Linked DNA regions of Sus scrofa: region 1 is linked to region 2. The links are chromatin contacts, called in public HiChIP or PLAC-seq maps. All regions are on one chromosome and are shown on one strand. Each heading gives the region's core, a stretch centred on a gene start, on an enhancer-like site or on the middle of the called end of the contact. The rest is flanking DNA. Distances are from core to core; before and after follow the strand shown. Region 1 holds the start of CCDC184 (coiled-coil domain-containing protein 184). Region 2 holds the start of SENP1 (sentrin-specific protease 1).

Region 1 (2,700 bases), core at 184-2,683, 85 kb before region 2:
CACAGTTCAGGGGTTCTCCTGTTGGCTGGGGAGGGGAAAAGGGCAGGGTAGGGGATTGGATGGGAGTCCAGAGATGGGCGCTTCCTCTCCCGGAATCTCACCTTTCCGCAGTTTGCTGCATCTCGCTTGGTTGGGCAGAAAGAATTCTTGATGCTCCCAAAGTCCTTTACCCTATAAATCCTTCCTCGAGGGAGTCTCTTCTGCTTGACCAACAAGAGCAGCGTGAAGCATGTTGCACCGCGCCGTTCAGTCCCCTCACGTCATGCACTCGGAAACCCAAAGCCAGTCCGGGAAAATAGAGCCCCCTCGGAGTCCCCTCACAGAGAGGCCTCGGCCTCCAGCTGCAGCAGGGTAATGTCGGGCAGATCGAGGGGCTCCACAAGTGGCCCGTCCCCCCCAAGGTGGCCAGCACAGGGGCTCTCGGGGCGCTCACAGTGACTAGTGGGTGTGGCGGAGCTGGGCATCTCCTTCTCCTCTTCATCGTCGTCCTCCTCGTCTTCAGGATCGCGACCCAGCAAACCGCTGTCCCCGATCCCAAGCGAAGGGGTCTCCCGCTCTTGGGGGGCGCCGGGGAAGCTCCCCTTGCCGCCGACCACGCCCAGGCCACCCTGGCGGGGCGCGGTGGTCATAATCCGGCACATGGAGACGATGGCTCGCTGGTTGGCGCACACGTCGTCCGAGAGCACCTGGATGTGCGAGGCCTGCTCGTCCAGGGCCCCCCGCATGGCCCTCACGTCCTCAAACAGGGCCTGCAGCTGGGCTTTCAGGTGCTCCATCAGTTCCTTCATGCCGCCGTTGTACTCCCCGGAGATCACGTCCCCCACCGCCGGCACGGTGGACACCTCCAGAGGTGCGGGCATGTCTCCGCCGTCCTTGGTCATGATCTCCAGCAGACCGTCCTCCATTGAATGGCAGAAGCGGGTGATGGCTGCTCCGGGTCCGGTCCAGCCCGGCCTCGGGGTGGGGGAGGGTACGGGGAGGGGGAGAGGTGCCCAGAGGGCGGGGAGGAGCCGAGGAAAGAGGAGACTCTTGAGAGGGGCGGGGAGCCGACGTGAGGAGGTGAGTCCCGGGCAGAGGGCACAGGCAGGATCGGGGCAGGCCGGGAAGAGCCGGCGGGACGCGGACCCGGTTACAGTCCCAGGGCCGGCGTCTCTCCGGCTCGCACAGGGGCGAACGCTCCCTGCCCTGCCTCGCCTCCCGAATTGCACCCGAATCAGCGCCGCCCTCTGGGCGCTAAGGACGGCAAGTAGTCGCCCTTTCCCGGGGTCACAGAAGCGCCTGTGGTGGGACCCAGGTCGAGGCCGAGGCCAGCAAAGGGTCGAGCTCGGGACTCCCCCCAGTCATAACCAGCTGGCTCGCGAGTGTGGTTGGAGTGACGGGGCGGGTCTCCCAGCCGCGCCACGGATGCTCCTCTGTTTCCAAGGCGACGCACGGCACGTAAATGACGTGTGTCTCCATGGCAACCAGGAAGTGGAAAAGAAAAGGGAGGATGGCTGGGAAGCTGCAGTGGGGCTCTAGAGTCTCAGCTAGCGGGTGGGGGCGGGTAGGGTGGGGATGCTGCAGAGGCTTCAGCTGAGGCTGAAAGAGCGTGTGGCCGCAGTGTTTAATAGGGAAGCATGAGAGAGCAGTTTGCTGCCTAAGTCCCCAGGTCGGGGGAGACGTAGTCCCTCTCCTGGCCTGGGTGGTAGACACTGAGCGCTACTGCCTTGGAAGGATTTTCACTCGCCCGCAATCTTTTCTCTGAGGATGGCGCTAGAGCCAGGTCTGCTTCTTTGTCCTCCAGCAGGAAAACAGAGAGGATAGTGAGGCCGATGCTATTAATCCCAGACTTGAGTTGGAGCGCTGCGCCGCTTTGGAGCCGGCCCCGCCAGCCTTAGCGGTGCGGAGGCGCAGGCTGTCACTACAGAGGTTTCCGCCACTTCGTTTTGTTTCTGCAATAAATCAGCCCTCGCCGTAGATAGTTCAGGAGCTGAGAAAAGATGGGATTCCCTCCCATATGAGACCCAGCCGCTTCTACCCAGGGCACTGGGAGTTCTAGGGTGGTGAGGCAAAGCGCTTCAGTTTTGAGAAAGACAGCTGCGTTAAGAGCAGAGATTTCTGTCTCCTCTGTGTCCTCTAGCACGGAATCCCCAGCACCTAAAATAGTACCTGGGGCGTAGTAAATAATGCTCAATATGTTTGTTGAATGAATACTTTACAAGAACTGCTGTGTACCATACCTTCATCCAGAACTCTCTAGCTCACAAGTAGTGGATTTTAGGAACCTGAGTGCAATTTCGTTTCTGTCATTTATTAATTCAGAGACCTTGAGTAAATCACTTTCCTGATCTGTTAGGGGATTGGACTGGGTATGGAGTAACATTATTGTATTGAGTAACATCATTGAGTTACTCATAATATTGAGTAACATTATTTCTAACTCTGAGTAACACTTTGCATCAGCTTACAGATGAAAGTGTGAACTGTTGACAATGTGTGGAAGGGATGAATGAGGGGACTATGTACCCTTAATTCCTTCTCAGCAGGCCCTGCACCCATGTACAGACATGCACTGAGTGTCTCAACCTTTGTAACAATGCATTGCCCTTTTTGAAGAGTGGAGTGGGAAGCAGGGAGGAGGAAGAACAATTAAATTTAATACATTTACAGATGACTTCGACTGAGAAGACAACAGCACCTGGGCAGCAGCATACTAACTAA
Region 2 (2,992 bases), core at 121-2,620:
GTCACTGGAATATGATCAGGAGACAATGGTACCTGTTCTCTGAGGAGTCCTGACTAACTGGCGAGACTGAATCACACACATGAAAAATTTCAGATGGACTTCCTCTTTATGCATGCCTCCTAGAAATAGAGACAAAGTTTAATGCAAATCAACAGATCTGTGCAATGATTAAAATGGACAAAAGTGACATGGACCAGGTACATTTAAGACTAATAGGCCTTAGGACTTGACACTATAAAATGTCAGCATATGAACTGATACATATAATCTACTTTTATATATTTGACAGGACAAGATATCCTAAAGTCAGCAAGCACCTCCCCACCCCACCCCCAGCGGCTGAGAGTAGCTAAAAGGCTGGGGGCCTCCAGAGGCTTCCCTTCTTCCAGTCTGAGGTCACAGACCAGGACTGTCACCTGAGTCTAGAGAGCTTACTCAGAAGCATTTCTCTAAGGCTTCTAGACATGGCCTGGGTTCCAAGGCCCACCAAGCTGATGGGCTTGGTAACAAGTCTGAATGAACATACATATTTCTTCTCATTATTTTCTCTTAAAAATTACAGCACAGATTAAGTTAATTGATTCAGTCCAGCAACAGCAGCACTGGCCATTTAATTCTTCAGAGAGCAGAATCCTGGGTTGTTTCCCTGAGAGCTTTCCTCACACCTCCTGGAGGGGCATTTCAAACTGCTCCAAAGTTCTGGAAGTTTCTACACGTTTCCAGCATCTAACCTAAGCCAATTCCAAGCAGGTTTTTTTGTGCTTTTTTTTGTTTGTTTTTTGTTTTTTCTTTTCCCCAATGGCCAATCAAGCTTGATGTGGTGCAAAGGAGAATATAGAAGTGCAAGTTAAAAAACTCTTGTTTCCTAGTCTCAAATCTGCCATGTGCTTTATAGCCTTGCCAATGGTTCCATTTCTCTGAAACTCTTAGACTAAATCATCTCCAATAACCTCTGCAAGCAGTAATGTTTTGTGATTCTCAATAAAACATGACATAGCCTCAGCTATATTTAGCTCCTCAGGTTTACATCTGTCAAGGTGGCCACAGGTTGCCGCAGATCGAGGGTCAAAGCAACGAGCTGCCATGGAAACCAGAGCCTAAGCAAAAAACCGCCAGGCGGAACCAGAAAGCAACGGGTGAGGGGGCCGAGGGAACAGAGAAAAGCGTAGGACGAAGGGCACACTAACAGTATTCCAAGAACGAGAAAAAGCTCAAGATGAAAGGGAAACGGGGAAATTATAACTACAGCCTTAGATGCTCCCTTGACTTATCAGGCCTTACCACACTGCGCAGGCGTTTCGTAGGTCCTCAACTCTGCTCTTTGACCTCCCGCCCCCACCCCTCCCCCGCAGGCCACCGAGCAGCCCTTCCGGTGTTGAGGAGGCGGTTCCGGTTCGCGGCGGTTCCCGGGTTTTGCGTTCCGCGCCCGGCCGGAAACCCCTTCGTATAGCAGCCGGTTCCGGTTCGGTGAGTGGCGGCGGGAAGCTGGGGGAGGGGTGAGGATGGAGGGATCCTGGGCTGGGAGGCAGTGTGGGCCCGGGCCCGGCAACCTGGGCTTGGCTGGGCGGAAGCGGGGACGGCTGTGGGGACGGTGCTTTTTCCTCTGCCCCGCCCCCTGGGACCACCTCCCCTCCCCCCTGCCGTCCGCCGGCTGCGATCTGGCTGGTGGCCGTTAGTTAGGTTTCCCAAGGCCGTTCCTTCAGGCTTCTCCTCCCGCGTCGAGGAGAGGCGGTTTCCTTGCGGTTACGGCCGGTTCCATCTCAACGCCCAGCCCTCGTTGTGAGGAACAGGCAGGTTGGGATTTCGGGGCTTTCCCGCCAGAGCAAGGGCTTCTCTCGGGGGAAGCTGTTTTCACCCGGAAGCTCAGCCTTTCTCTTATACTTGCTTCACCTCCCGCCTTCCTTGAGACCTGAATGGTATTTCTCCGCTACTTCTGCGTCTCACGTAAACATTTCTCCAACTCTTTTACTCTGTGGTATCTCCCTGAGATGTGATATCGCTAGTGCCACCAACAGAAAGAAACGTCGGGACCCTCCTGCCCAGGTTATGAAAATCCCCTTAACTGCCACTGTTTGCTTACCTGGCTCATCGCCTCCTGGTAATTCCCTTGAACCGTCTCTTTCTTGGTGTACCCTAACCTGATCTCTCTGGCTACGTGCCCAGTTTCTCTTGAGCTTGGTGATTTCTGTTTATCGGTGCCTCTGCAGTATTTCCACTATCTTGTTAGCACTAACTTGCTCCTTTATCACTTTCACGTCAGCCTTGTTAAAGTCATTTCACTTCACAGTTGGTACGCTTATTTGGGTGGTGGTGATTCTTGCAAAATTTTTTATAAAAATTTTATAAGCCTTTGATTGGCTACCAACCATTGACTTAGGGTGTTCCAGTTATGTGTTTTGGTTGGAGTAGGTCGCATTATCTCCTCAGTCTTTATTTTTTATAGAGATAATTTCTAAGGACTCATGTTGAAAGATAGATTACAGAGTTTGAAATTACAGTTACGGTGAAACCTAGAGCATTTCTTTAAGCGTGATCCCCTAATCTTCCAATTTAGAGACTCCCTTTTCTTGATCTAGTCCCATTTTGAAAGCCTCATTTGTTTTTATCTTGAGAAGCCTCATTCACTTTTACCTAATCCCCATTAATTATACCAAAGGTAAAGATGGTGTCCATATCAGTCATCTGATGACAAATCTAGAGGAAGCAAATGAATTAAAAAAAACAGGTTCTTCTACCTCAAGCTAAGGTGATGTAACTCAACTACAGCTTTGGGAGTTTTTCCTTTTCTTTACCCGACTCCTACATCTCCTACCAATTGCACCGGCTTTATTGTCTTGGTGTAAGTGTCTGTTGATGGATCTGGTTTCCTCCAGGGGCCAGTGAGATTCTCGGCCGCAGGGACCAGTTCTTATTCAGCTTCGCAGCCGCAGGACCCTATATTACTGGTGCACAGTAAATGTTTGTATATGAGGAAAAGCGAGTCCTTTCTGTT

The links. HiChIP or PLAC-seq counts read pairs in DNA pulled down with a chosen protein or histone mark.
Region 1: a contact with region 2 is called in an H3K27ac HiChIP or PLAC-seq map of alveolar macrophages. The contact joins the promoter of CCDC184 here to the promoter of SENP1 in region 2. A contact is called at or near these places in 1 of 5 promoter capture datasets (fetal skeletal muscle), 5 of 47 Hi-C or Micro-C datasets (blood, embryonic fibroblasts, heart right ventricle and 1 more) and 1 of 2 datasets of contacts at active chromatin or transcription factors (alveolar macrophages).

What each region holds. Positions count from the first base shown.
Region 1 is chr5:78,559,905-78,562,604 of Sscrofa11.1, reverse strand. It overlaps CCDC184 (coiled-coil domain-containing protein 184), which reads right to left and starts at 1,433. Exons shown (of 1, transcript XM_021092621.1): 1 at 1-1,433. The coding sequence starts at 905. The coding sequence ends at 318.
Region 2 is chr5:78,474,693-78,477,684 of Sscrofa11.1, reverse strand. It overlaps SENP1 (sentrin-specific protease 1), which reads left to right and starts at 1,370. Exons shown (of 18, transcript XM_021092613.1): 1 at 1,370-1,467. It also overlaps a transcript of PFKM not described here.